2 separate regions of the Mus musculus genome follow, and region 1 is linked to region 2. Evidence: chromatin contacts called from public promoter capture Hi-C data. All regions are on one chromosome and are shown on one strand. The core of a region is the stretch at or near the end of the contact, and the rest is flanking DNA. Distances in the headings are between cores, read along the strand shown. Region 1 overlaps Rap1gap2 (RAP1 GTPase activating protein 2). Region 2 holds the start of P2rx1 (purinergic receptor P2X, ligand-gated ion channel, 1).

What was found. Promoter capture Hi-C pulls out the DNA fragments that hold promoters and counts their contacts.
Region 1: a promoter capture Hi-C map of frontonasal cranial neural crest shows a contact between it and region 2. The contact joins the enhancer-like site here to the promoter of P2rx1 in region 2. A contact is called at or near these places in 12 of 39 promoter capture datasets (the 3T3-L1 cell line, 3T3-L1-derived adipocytes, the C10 cell line and 8 more), 5 of 15 datasets of contacts at CTCF or cohesin (the NIH/3T3 cell line, embryonic stem cells, large pre-B cells and 2 more), 58 of 484 Hi-C or Micro-C datasets (B cells, the Ba/F3 cell line, the C2C12 cell line and 34 more), 3 of 115 datasets of contacts at active chromatin or transcription factors (bone marrow-derived dendritic cells, differentiating embryonic stem cells and embryonic stem cells) and 2 of 9 other capture datasets (embryonic stem cells and liver).

What each region holds. Positions count from the first base shown.
Region 1 is chr11:74,379,167-74,386,579 of GRCm38.p6, reverse strand. It overlaps Rap1gap2 (RAP1 GTPase activating protein 2), which reads left to right. Exons shown (of 25, transcript NM_001015046.3): 25 at 1-3,224. Among named protein-coding and RNA genes, the nearest start is that of Olfr412, 18 kb to the right of the region's middle. Within about 2 kb of position 1,514, at least 16 of the 459 cell types and tissues checked have an H3K27ac peak or open chromatin away from gene starts, as enhancers often do. A contact at or near this core is called in hippocampal neurons and proximal limb bud, where this site is marked.
Region 2 is chr11:72,997,859-73,004,645 of GRCm38.p6, reverse strand. P2rx1 (purinergic receptor P2X, ligand-gated ion channel, 1) reads right to left here and starts at 5,501. Exons shown (of 12, transcript NM_008771.3): 1 at 5,195-5,501. The coding sequence starts at 5,331.

The sequences.
Region 1 (7,413 bases), core at 265-2,764, 1.4 Mb before region 2:
TGAGGGGACCAGTACTGCCCAGGGACTGATTCTAGGCTCAGTCCCCTAGTCTTCATCCTTCCATCTCCAACTGCAGGTTTTTAGGCCATTGTCCCATCTTCAGGGCCCCTGGAAGCCCAGACCCCACGAGCCTGCGCTTTAAGCCACAGGCCATCTGTACTCCTTGTCATGGCTGCCTTCTCTGGGTGAGCCAGCCCATCCTGAAGACTGAGAAGCTGTCTTTGGCTCCTCAGTCTTCCAGGTTTGCAGGAAGGTTCTGCTGCTGGGTGTAGAATAGAGCATCCAACAGGCTAAACGCTGGCTCTACACAGCAGGCACTTGAAGATCCCACCTCATTAAGTACACATGGGTCTGTGGCACAGGGCTGCTTGGTTCTGGGCTCCTGTGTCATCGAGCAGATGACAAGAATTTCCAACCAAGTGCTTTGCCTGCAGAGGCTCCTATTCCCAAGCCAAAGTACAGAAGGGTGGAACAGCCTTTGGGGCTGGTATAGTAACTGTTTCTGCTGCCTTTGTCATCTGAGCACAGTTTTGGTCCTTCATCCCCCACGCACTTGCGTGCAGCCAGGGGAGGGGGAGCTCATCCCTCACTCCACTTAGGAAACCTGCTTACGTGAAATACTAGTCTGGTAAGATTTGTTCTAGTTAGAAGGTCAACAGAATATCTGTTTATCTTTTATTAAAAGCCAGCGTAGCGGCAGCCGGGGCTGGAAGAAGGCGGGTGGATTCTGGCAGTGTTCTGCTGGCAGGTTTCTGCTTGAACTTGAAAGGTCAAACCGTGTTTTCTTTGAAACTATTACAGGACTCTGGCTCCCTTCTCTGTGTTGGGCAGTTTTCCCCACTTGGTGATTGTGCTATGTTGTATTGTGGTCTGGGGCTCTTCAGGGGCTTTCAGGTTGTCCCACGCTGTCTGGAAACCTTATAAGCCTCGTCCCCACTGCTTTGGCTACTCTGCCTGCAGGCATTACCTCTGGGCTGGATGACTGTGTGCTGAGGAACTGAGAGGCCCTGGCTGTGGTCCTCACCCTTGGTTTGCTGCTGAGGTACTCTGGGCAGGATATGAGATGCCCCTGCCCTCTGCTCATGCCTCTCTCTATCTAATAGGTCATCCTGTGGCTTCCAGAGTAGGTACCGCCAGCCCAGCTCAAGTTCTCTGCTTAACGGGAGTAGAATAATGGCAGGGCCCAGTCTCCTCTCAGCCCTCTGGGCTGGAGGCTGTTCCTCCACACTCTGATCCAGTCTTTCCTTTCATGGCTGTACCAAGTCTTAGGGCTCCGAGCCTTGCTGAGGCCCCTTCATGTGACTGAGCCTCTGTAGCCGATACTTCTGCTTGGATGTGGGGGGACATTTCCACTGTTACTTCCACAAGGGGTTCTCCTGGTCACAACTCTGGAAACTATATTTTGCAGGTGTTAATAGGCATCCAGATGCCCCCAGCTCTGTTGATACACTAAAGCAGATGTGGGAGGGCTCCAGATAGAAGGCCTTAGCCAGAGTTTCTCTCTCTGTGATAATGAATGTCAAATGGTGTTTCTTGGAAAACCATCTGGACTTCAGTTTTGTGGGCCCTTTTTGATACTCAAGCCTCCTAGGCCCTGTTTGCATCTCAACAGACCATGTCATCCTCCAGATGAACAGAAAGAACTTGCCTGAGGCCACACAGCCGCCTTGAGCCCGTTCCTGCATACCAACTGTACTTACTGTTGGCACAGCAAGCAGTTGCATTTCCTGGAGCCTGGGTTTTGAGGAAGCCTGGTAGCTGGGGTCTCTGCACTGGCGGGCAGGTGCTGAGGTCCGAGGTATTGATAGGGCCTCTGCCTCTGCTCTTTTCCAGCATGACAAGCTTCGATCAGTGAGGACCCGGGGGCTTGGGAAATGGAGGAGGAGGGATTGCAGTCAAGTGCTTCTTTGGGTTTTCAGTGACTGGGACAAAGTCATCTGGACAAAATGCATTAGCTACCCTTGACTTCTTTGTTCGAAATCAGGACAGAAGATGATAAAATGAACTAATTCTCTGATATATCTTTTCTTCCTCCCTCTCTCCATCCCTCCCTTCCTCATTTTTTGGTGGTGCTGGGAACGTCCCCAAGGCCTTGCTCATGCTGAGTGAGGGCTCTGCCGCTGAGTCTAGGCCCAGGCCTCTCCAGGTTTTAAAATGGAGATGGGTAATAAAAGCCCAGCTCAGGTGACCAGGCAGGGCACAGCCAGTGTCATTTTCTTTTCTTTGACCCTTTATGGTGCCAACTCAAACATCACCTTTTGTCCTTTGTTTCTTGGTCTGCAAAGACAGCTGTGTTGTGTGTACGTGTGTTGGGTCCTGGGGTTCCGATAGAACATATGGCTTCTGGGCCAGCAGCAACCAGGTTAGTTAGCCATACTCTGGAACCCCATGTTCCCTCCCCAGCTTCTAGTTACCCCTCAATCAAAGACAAAGACAGGTTGGCACAATGAACAAGGCTGATCCTGCCGCCCACTCGGTGGAGGGCTTCTGAGGCATCCTACGAAACTCTGGTGTCTGTTTTGCCACCAGCCGCTTGCCCACACCAATCCCGTGTCTCTTTGCAGCCAGGCTATGTGCTTCTTTGGATGCCCAGAGCCAAGGGCCGTCTGCAGTGAGTAGTAGCTGGGGCAGTGGCTTTGACCTGGGCCTTAACACCCCCAGCGGATAGTGCGCTTGGCTGCAAGACTGGAATCAGTTGCCATTGTCTTTGGTTCTGTGACATTTCCACTTGAAAGGGTGAAATTCCCCTTCCCACTCCTTAGCGTCTATGCCAACTTGTGATGTCCCCGCCTGATCTCCAGCTCCCAGGGTGCCGGGGTTGCCATGTGAAGAGATGCCCATGTGGTAGAACCTAAGAGGTGTAGTTTGAAAGTGACCCCTGTGACGATGACTTTTCTTTGCTTCCTCTCAGTGAGGGGGGTGATTTGTAGATCCTGACTGCCTATGTGATGTAAATAGTGTACATCTAATTTATTGCTATGGTAGCACATTGTATTTGTTAATGTATAAAACAAATTCTAAAAGGTTGAAAATGTATATTTTGTTGCTTAAATGTGTCTTTGCAGAAATTGACAATAAATAACATATTTTGTGTCCATTAGAGTTCACATTTCTTGGAGTGGGGCTCTACTAGACTTTCGGCAGGGCCTTTCACTGGAGGGTGGCTATCAGCTTGAACCTGTTTGAAAACTTTATTAATATTAAAAACAAACAAAGCAAACAAACCTGGCACTGGGGCAGTGGTTTGTTGGATAAGATTGCGTGCTCCCTCCGCAAGCATTTGGATCTGAATTTGAATCTCCAGCCCACAAAAAGCCATGCCTGACTGCACATCCTGTGACCCTAGAGTGGGGGACAGGGGAGGTGAAAGCAGGCAGATACTGAGAACTTGTTTGTCAGCCAAGGGAAGATGGCAAGCTTCCCGCTCAGTGAGAGACCCTGTCTCGAGACAGTAAGGTCCAGAGTGAGGGAGGAAGACTAGTGATGTCCCTGGCACTCACATGGGTATACTACATACATATGCAACAACACTACATACATATGCAACACATGTGTGTACAGGATATGTGCACTCACATGGGTACACTACATACATATGCAACAACACTACATACATATGCAACACATGTGTGCACAGGATATGTGCACTCACATGGGTACACTACATACATATGCAACAACACTACATACATATGCAACACATGTGTGCACGCGCACGCAAACTAACCGTAACAACAACAAAAAAGGGAGTTTCTTTCTTTCTTTTCTTTCTTTTTTTTTTTTTTTAAGTCAGACTAAATCTACTCAGGCATGGATTGATGAAAGCGGGCTCGAACTCCCTATGGTGAGACCCGAGTTTACCATATTCTCCAGCACTCCTTACTGCTCACTCCGCCCATCGCCCATCGCCCATCGCTTACCCACTCTATTTGCCTCTGTGGTACTGAGGAGACGAGTCTCCTGTTGTCTCCTGCCCACCAGTCTCTCTCCTTTGCCCAAGCTCCTTTGCAGATTTTCTGTTCGAGGGGTCGCCTATGACTAATGCCTTTCTTATCTTCCTCTGACTCACAGTGGCTACGCTCATTCATGTGCTTTGCTTGACCTGCTGGGTGTAGATTTGAAGGCAAGAGGCAGGTTTTAAGCCTCTGTCGGAGACTTGCTTTGTGATCTTGGGCAAATTACTCAACATTGCCGGGCTCTGAATTTTCCTCTATGTGCTATCAGAAATAGACGCCCCATGGAAAGCATAAGGATAAAAATGAACTCCTAATTGATCAAACGCGCTTTGAAAAACGTTATGTATAGTAGCAGAGATTCAGTTAATAATGATAATCTCAACAGTAGCAATTGATGCTTACATAGGTAGCCAGTTAGCTGTAATGACTTATCAGCCCCTAAAAACACACCGTGGGAAACCACAACTGTGGCAAAGATGGGCTAAGTGTGGGACACTCAAATACATTATTGGTGACCGATAGAAATAAAGACATATAAGCTTAATAAAACTGGTAACAATTCATATATGCTAAATGATTAAGAAAGAAACACAACATTTATCAGCTGGAAACGGGCCTGAAGTTTGGCTGTGGGGACGAGCATGGGGAGGGCTGTCACTCAGGAGCTATGAGGAGGTAGAGGAGCCATAGCCTGCAGCTGGGTGAATGGATGAATGGACGAATGGATGGGGTCCAGAGCACACAGGCTACATGGAGGCAGCAGGCAGAGGTTTGAGGTATGTTGTATTCTCTCTCTCTCTCTCTCTCTCTCTCTCTCTCTCTCTCTCTCTGTGTTTGTGGATTCTATGCATCTTGATATAGTTCAGTGAAGTCACCTACTTCAACCTAATATTTTTTTATTGGATACATTCCAAATGTTATCCCCTTTCCTGGTCCCCCCCCATGCCCCCTATCCCCTCTCCCTCCCCCTGCTTCTATGAGGGTGTTCCCCCACCCACCCACCCACCCACTCCTGCCTCTCCACCCTGGCATTCCACTGGGGCATTGAGTCTTCACAGGACCAAGGGCCTCTCCTCTCATTCATGCCTGACAAGGCCATCCTCTGCTACATATGTGGCTGGAGCCATGGGTCCCTCCATGTGTACTCTTTGGTTGGTGGTTTAGTCCCTGGGCACTCTGGGAGGGGGTCTGGTTGGTTGACATTGTTGTTCCTCTTATGGGAGTGGCAAACCACTTCAGCTCCTTCAGTCATTTCTCTAACTCCTCTGTTGGGGACCCTGTGCTTAGTCTAGTGGTTGGCTGTGAGCATCTGCCTCTGTATTTGTCAGGCTCTGGCAGAGCCTCTCAGGAGACAGCTATATCAGGCTCCTGTCAGCAAGCACTTCTTGGCATCCACAATAGTGTCTGGGTTTGGTGACTGTATATGGGATGGATCCCCAGGTGGGGCAGTCTCTGGATGGCCTTTCCTTCAGTCTCTGCTCCACTTTTTGTCTCTGTATTTCCTCCTGTGAGTATTTTGTTCCCCCTCCTAAGAAGGATGGAAGCATCCACACTTTGGTCTTCCTTCGCACCTAATATTCCTCCTGGACAAAATGCAAGAGCAAAAGTCTAAGCTGTCTTAGACTGATTGCCATTATCCCTGGTTACATCAACTGCATAGGACCAACTTACCATTTTAAAAACAAGCCTGAGGGAAGAATTGATTATGACCTCAGTCTCCAAAATAGCTCATCGAGACTGGTGGTGTCTCCATTCCACTTAAGGGGCCAGAGTCACATCTCATTTTAGGACTGGAATCTGATGGCTGATATTAACATGAAGGTAAGTTCTAGATGACTGGGAGTGCTGGCTGAACAGCAGTATAGCAGGTAACCTGCATTGTTAGTGCTATTGGCTTCCCTCTCCTGTATGGAACCCCATACCTGCAGTCTCCTGTGCTGGGGGCTGCAGTGCCTCCTCCAGGATTTGAACTGAAGCGCCATCTTTCACACAAGCACCTGGTACCTCTCTCTCTGCCCCTCAGGGTTTGGTTGCTTCCTGGGTTCAACTTTTCTCTCTGAAAACAGGAAGGGGAGATATTAGCTATGGACAGAATTCTCATGTATGTAGAAAGTGCTGTACAAGGCATGGATGTCATTCACCCGGGCCAATAACTAGCCCTTAACACTTTTGGACCCTGCTGGTACCCTGGAATTCCATCTGTTATTCTAACACTAAGTGGGGGAACCTCCAGCTCAGAGGTTTAGTTCTTAGGATTCTTGAAATCTGCACACCCCCTCCCTAGGTCAAATAGCTTGGAGCTTTTGGACATCCTGGGGCCCATTATTCTGCCCACTATACGGAGGAAGGCTTTCTGACCAGCTCTTCCACCTGCTGTCTGGCTGGGTCCAGTAACGGTATCGCTGTCCAGTTCTATGACTCTGCGGTTATAGTCATTAACCCCATTCCAAACTTGCTTTAAACTTCACATTCAGTTCAAAGTTTGTCTCACCAGCCCTTTGGTGGAGGTTGGCATCATGGGACAATTGTCTTGCCTTGGGTTGTTATACAGACTCTGTCAACGTAACTTCCCTCCTGCTCCTCTGAGCCCACTTTCTGATTAGGCTTCATCTAAGTTAAAACTCAGTCTAACCCAGGTAAGGATTCCCTGCTCTTAGTTTCCATCCAGAGCACGTCTTTGGTTTCCATACCCAACTGAGTTCCTCTTGGTAATTTTCCACCTCAGAAAATTGCTCACCTCACCACTTGGCTACAATTTCCCACTGGTCTCTGTCATGTTTGCAGTTGGGTTCAAATTCATTTCCTTATTGCAACAGTTTTGGATAAAGTCTCCTTTGTTTGACGGGTGTAATTTTTCTTTGCTTAGGGGCTGGTCTGCCCTTCCACTAATGTCCTTCTGTAGACATTGAGACAGGAATGATGGATTTATTAGGGGAAAGGCCTATGAGGCAGAACGGGGAGGGAGATGGAGCAGCTTGGACAGCTGTCACTGTGATGCCTAAAGGAAAGACTGAGTGGGTCAAGGGCTGGGCAGAAGTGGCCACAATAGCAGTGTACTTCTACAAGGACTTCTTTAAGGCCACTGGGGAGTCCTTAGTCAAGTTTTCCTCTCGAGGAATCCATAGATCCCACAGAATTATAATTGCCACTCCTCATGGAAACAGACACTGGGTGGGAGCAGCCTGTGGGAAGTCAGGCTTCAGGCTTCAGTGTAGTTCAGATCTGAGCCCTAAGATCTGCTGGGCTGCTGGCACAGGTCCAGTCCTGATCTGAAGGCCTGAGAACCAGGAGAGCTGATGGTCAGGGCCACATGAAGGCTGACACATGAGTAGGCCAGCTTGAGCAGAGAATGACTGTCCCTTCTCTGCTCGGTTCCTTTCAGGCCCTCCTGGATTGTAGGATTCCCATTCCCATGGTGAGAGTGATGGTGACTCAGCCTAGTACTTCAAATCAATGG
Region 2 (6,787 bases), core at 4,252-6,751:
AGAGAGCTGTAGTTAAACTACCTGGCCCCTATCTATTGTGTAAGTCCATCTAGTGACTCCTCTTCTATGCCACACATACATTCTGTCAGTGTTGTTCCTATAGAGGACCTTTCCCAGTGCAGATCTGAATACTGAGGAATGGGGCCATTGCTTAGATACGGCTGACCATGTACAGCTTAGGCCTTTGAAACTGGTCTGTGGAAGGAGCTGTGGGCTACAGAAGCCCTTGGATGCTGTAATCAGAGCTTAATAGGCCATTCTGGTGAGAATATAGAGGATAAGAATGCTAAGAGAAATACAGCCCGTGGGGACCAAGATCATGAGGTCTCACAGGGAAATACAAGCTCATTTGGGAACTAGGCCATCTGGGTCATTTCTGTTATACGCTGGCAAAGAACCTAACTTCATTCTGTCTCTGTCCTGAGAACTTGGAGGAGGCTTAATGTAAAAGCAATAAGCTAATTTTTTTTTTTGAAGAGGAAGTTGACTTTGTTGTTTGGACCATTTGAAACAAAGTTTCAAACATCCCTGCTTGGCCTTAAACTCTCTGTGTAGCTGAAGATGACCTTGAACTCCTGCCTCTACCTGCACACAGGGATGCAAATCCACCTACGTTTATGTGTCCTGGGGATGGACTCCAGGGCTTCGTGGTGCATGCTATGCAGATACTATCTCAGCTGAGCTACATCCCCAGTGAGGAAGGTTTAACTTAGCTGGGGATGCCCACCCTGAATGTGAGCAGCACCATGCTGTGAGCCGAATACGAAGGGGAAAGCAAGCCGGCATTCTCATTGCTTCCTGACTGAGGGCCGGGGAGACTGGCCATCCCAGTTCCTGCCACCACAGTCAGAGCTACCGCCACCATGCCTTCACCATCATGATAGACTGGATCCTCAAACCATGAGTCAAACCCCTTCTGCCTTCGGCTGCTCCTGTCAGGTGCTTTGTCTCAGCTACCAAAGAGGCAATCAATATACCTGGGACCCACATCCACCTTCCACACCAGACATCTCATAGGCATCTCTGATGCAATGGGACTGTTTGGAAAACAGCTCTCTGGAGTTCCTCAAATTTTTAAATATGGGATTTCACTTGACCTGTATACCTTACAGAAAAAAATAAATCCACTAAAGTACTAGTCTACAAATACTCAGGGCAGCATTGCTTATGGGAGTCAAAAAGTATAAACAGCCTAAAACGTCCAACCACAGATACTCTAATAAATAAGATGTGGCGAATCAACACAGGGAATATTATTTAGCCATAAAAAGCATTGGGTTATTGGTTTATGTCACAACCAACACAGCAGGAAAAAGAAGCCAGATACAAAAAGGCACATGGCATGTGGTTCTATTTATAGGAAATACCCAGAATAGGCAAGCAGTGAGGAGAAGGGGTGTGTGTGTGTGTGTGTGTGTGTGTGTGTGTGTGTGCGATTTTTTTTTTTTTTTTTTTTGGTTTTTCGAGACAGGGTTTCTCTGTGTAACCCTGGCTGTCTTGGAACTCACTTTGTACTTTGTAGACCAGGCTGGCCTCCAACTCAGAAATTCGCCTGCCTTTGCCTCCCAAGTGCTGAGATTAAAGGCATGCACCACCACCGCCTGGCATGTATGATTTTTTGAATGATAGAAATGTAATTAGAAGTGGTAATTATACAACCTTGTGAATAATAAGGACAACATGCTTGTGAGGTTTTGCTTGATTTGAGACAGTATCATCCTGTATTCCAAACTGGCTTGGAACTCACCATGTAGTCCAGGCTAACCTTGAATTCATGAATGTATGAATTCATGATATTCTGGGTACTGAGTGCTAGGATTAGAGGTAAATACCACCATGCCTGATTGGGTCAGAATTGTGGTGTGTGTGTGCGTGCGTGTGTGTGTGTTTATGAAAATTAAAGAAAAACTCAGTGGTTGGGAAGTGCGATTAGTATGCTCAAGACCCTGGGTTTAATTCCTAACAACAAATAAATGAAAGATAAGTTAATTAAGAGAGGGGACTGGAGAGATGGCTCAGCAGTTAAGAGCACTGACTGCTCTTCCAGAAGACCCAGGTTCAATTCCCAGCACCCACATGAAAGCTCACAACTACTCCAAGATCTGTCACAGACAAACATGCAGGCAAAACACTGATAAACATAAAATAAAAATAATTCCTTTCAGGGTTTGGAGAGATGGTTCAGTGGTTAAGATTACTGATTGTTCTTCCAAAGGTCCTGAGTTCAATTCCCAGCAACCACATGGTGGCTCACAAACATCTGTAATGGGATCTGATGCCTTCTTATGGTGTGTCTGAAGTCAGTGACAGTGTACTCATATACATAAAATAAACTAATCTTTAAAAAATAATGATTACTTTCTTAAAAAAGTTAATTAAAAGGGTGGATATTATTTGAAGTCAGTCTCATGCAAGTTCCAGTCACCAAACAAAACATTCAACCAGAGCCAGACATGGTAGCTCACACATGTATTCTTAGCACTTGGGTTGCAGAGACAGAGGCAGATATCTGTGAGTTTGAAGCCAGAACGAAGTGAGTTCCAGAAGAGCCAGGGCTATGTAGAGAGACCTTGTCTCAAAAATCAAACAAACACAAAATCCAGCTGTCCCCCAACCCCCCACCCCTTGACTGGGTCTCACTGTGTAACCCTGGCTGCCTTAGAGTCTTACAACTCACTATGTAGATCAAGCTTGCCTCAAGCTCACAGAGATCCACCTACTTCTAACTAGCTAGGGTTAAACTCGTACTTCCATACCTGGCCAGTCTAGCCCACTTAAACCCACCTAACGAAGTTTTTACCCTGTGTCCCCTCTGCTTTCCAGCAGGAACGGCTAGACCAGTCTGTCTCATAGCCCAATCCCTCCAACTGGAGCATTTCACCTGTGACATCACCTTAACCCAGGCCAGCAGAGTCTCCATCTTCCAGGGCTTCTTCCCCACTTGCCTTGAATGTACAGGAAGAACATGACCAATAGAGTCCAAAGCCTTAACTTTCCTCCTCTGAGCCTGTTCCAGATCTTGGCATCTCAGCCTCTTGTCTGTTGTCTGCCTGCCTGCCTGCCTGCCTGCCTGCCTGCCTGCCTGCCTGCCTGCCTGCCTAAGTCTAAGGCCACTTTCATCAGAACTGTGTTCCAATGCTTGACTTTGTGTCCCTCTCCACCTCCATGCTGCCCGTCCCCAATGTGGGCTTCACCTTGTCTGGTGCCCAGAGACTGACTCTCTCGTCCCCCCCACCCCCGACTTCCCTGCAGCCCCCACAGGACCAGACAAACATCTAGGAAAGAGGAGGATCCTTATAGCGAAGCCCTTTCCCTTCACAAGGAAAGGTCCTCTCCAACCGCTGTCCTATGTAACAGTGGAGCAAGGCTCAGGAGTTTAACCTGCAGGAGTCATTGTAGCATCTGGCAGTGGCCAGATGAGGGCGACAGAGACAGTAGGTGCCATTGCTGGAGCTAGTAAGCGCCCTAGTTAGTGGGCAGAGAAGCCTGGGTTTGGGGACCTGAAGACCTTGCCTTTGGCTCTGCTGTGTGAACTGGGAATTTTAGCAAGACTAGTTGCATCCCTCACCTCTGATACCCCCACCCTCACACCAACAAGAAACATTTGAAACATTTGAAAATGATAGACCATTTCAGGCCAGAAGAAAGGAAAGAGGGATGGGGTAAGGTTCCTGTCACAGGAGGTATAGATCAGGGCTAAGGGGCAGTAGGGACAGTAGACTATCCCTTTTGTTCTGTCCCTGTGACAGTCAGACACTGCTCCTAGCCACAGTTCTGAAAATAAAGTAGAGAGCCCCTGGGGCCTGAGTAGGGACAACCATTTTGATCTCCCCAAGTGAGAAACAGGCTGGGCTTGAGTAGTGACTTCTCCTTCCTGAGGAACTAGCAAATAATTAATGGTGGACGTTTACGCCCCTCTTGTGCTCAGCAGGAGGCTACTGGTACCCATCAGAAAGTTTCCTGGAAACTTTGTAGGGAGTGGGAAATGAGGAGACAGAGCAAAGGTTCAGGGTTGATTTGCCTAGTGACCTAGAAATTCCAGGGCTCCTCTATGGGCCTTAGTCTTCCTCTTAAGCTTGACCAACTTGATTTGTGACCAAGACATAGCCTGAAATGCAGCTGAAGGATCCTGGCTTTGGCTGCACCTGACTAGCTCTGAATCTTAGGGCATCAGTGAGCAGAAGAAAGGCTACTCTAGGAACTAGATACTCCCAAGAGGCTAGTACCACATGAGTAACTCTTTGGGCTCTTAGTCCCAGTCCCCCCAAATGGGGATTTGCAGAGCCCTCAGAACCACACAACACAGGCAGGCAGGGGTACTGGGCGTTCTCAGGCTCCCATTAGGACCCAACCCTTTTACTGATCTCATAGCCTCTAGAGGCTCTTTTTAGTGTGACTGTAAGTAAGCATGATGCTCCTGACATGTGACACTTCTGGTACCCAGCTACCTCAGACCCAGGGCAGACAGAGACACAGCTGTAAGCTTGCGTAGCCAACCAGGTATATAAAACCACCGGTACATGGCTAAATATATAGGACATGGGCAGTCATAGAATACCATGTTAGCCCACACAACACACATGCAAACACAAGATCCTGCCTGGCCTGCTAGCCTTTGCATGGTTCCCAGGCTAGCCAGATAGCTGAAGGAGACCTGTGCTGCTCTGACCCTGTGCCAGGGAAGGAGATGTCACACTTGGGAATGGAGACTACTTCCTGCTCTGTGTCTCCATCAAGATGCTAAGTGTTCAGAATCCAATTGTCTTTTAGTCCCCCAGGGACCTGGATTTCCCAGGTTGTCCTTTGTTCTGACTGGAGAGACGGGAACAGAGCCTATGTTCTGGCGAGTAAAATGAGGCATTGCTTTGTTTCAGTTGCATGAGGAAAGTTGGAGGTGAAAAGGGCTCTTGCAGGGCGTGCCACTCACTCACTAGAAGGGGCCTTTTACAATGTCCTCAGGACCCACAATGGTGTTGCCCCTTGGTCACCATGCACCCAGAGTAGCGTGTCCTATCCTGCATTGGTGTCTCCATCTTGACAGTAGGTTAACAGGGCCTATTCCTTCTTAAGGCATGGAGGCTCACCAGGAGAGCTTTCCAGTGCTTGGAGAGATGAAGGGTACCCCAGAGCTCTGAGGATTGGCACATGTAGAAGACTGGTGCCCAAAGGTGTTGGGAGGGGGACTTAGACTCACCCAATGACGTAGACCAGAACCACCAACTGGATCAGACGGAAAATGACTCCCACCTTCTTGTTTCGTACCAGCACCATCCGGGGAGTGTCATACTCAAAGAAGAAGGCTGACAGCTCATCCTGCAGCCGCCGAGCCATGGTGGGCCAGAAGGGGCTCAGAGACAAGCCCCCCGCACGGCCTCTGTGGTCAAGGGCAGGCTAGCATCTGTGTCTACAGAGAGAGCAGTGGAGTGGCTGGAGGCTTCCCAGCCCCTTAAGAACAGAGCAGGCCAAGTGGGGCCAGAGTTGGAGGTTCGTTGGTGGGATCTGGGTTAGGAGGGAAAAACCCAGGGTGATCAGAGCAGCTTTTGACTGCTGGCAGGCAGTGGAGTACCGGCCAGTGGTGCCCCGTGAAATAAATTCCCAAAGATAGACAGAGGCGGAGCCAGTGAGGCCACCCAGGCCCAGCCCCACTACCCCTCAAGGCTCCGCCTGGGCCCTGCTGGGCCTCCGGAAACAGGAGCTGCTCTCCGGAAACCACCATGGCCACCAGCCACAGGGCCAGAGATAAAGCTACTGGCTACCCCCACTCCAGGAACCTGACAGGACAGAACTGAAGGGTCTCGCCAGGACAATCCCTCAACACTCTACCTCCATCCCCACCCCCACAGTCTCAGAGTAGACAGTTCAGTCCTGGGGACCTGCAGGAAGATGAACAGAACTGATGTCAAGTCCTGTAGCCTAGAGCTACCCTTGGACACTCCCTCTTCGTCAGTCCCTTCAAGTCCAAGCTTGGTCTATACCCATTAACTTCAGCCTCAGGCTGGCATCTCTATCTGCAACCTTGCTCTCCCTCTGTCTGACCTGCTTGACTGTACTCCTGACACCACTCCCATCCCATCCTTACCACCAGAACAGACAGGGAGGTAGACATCTAGACGAGACTAGGGTCACCTATCCCTAGGGAGTTCTGAGACCCAGCTTGGAAAGCCTGATATTAGGCAGTTGTGTCACTTGTTGAGGGCTTGGGGGCATTGTCTGGCTTTTCTAAGTCTGCTTCTTGTAAAGTGGGACAACATAACACTTTCCCCAGAGTGAAGAAGCCCTTGGGGGACGGTCCCAGAAACCTCCAGGACAGAGAACTAAAATACACTGTTGAATTAGGGTTCAGGTCCAATACAACCCTTGCCTTCCTCAATAGTAAAGCAGACCCTGAGCATAGGGTCCCAAGAACCTGATCAGGCTGGCTCACACTGTGCACCTAGGGTCAGAGGGAAGCATTCTCACCCTGGCCTACTAGAAGAACCAGCCTGAAGCACAGGTCTCCTTGGTAACCTTCACTGCTCTGCACCCCCGGCCAAGCCGACCCACGCTGAGTGCTGATAAGGAATCTTCTTCCTCATGAGCTACTAACAGGGAGCGAATGGCCCCTGGGCCTGGCACCGAACCCTTATGCAAACTGGGCTGCTTTCTGCATGTCCCCTCCCAGCACCCAGGACCAGCCCCAACCTCTTGAATAGAAAACACACACACACACACACACACACACACACACACACACTGACATTCCAGTAGGAACTCTCTCAACTGTCTGACGCCACTGAGCCAGGGTGGT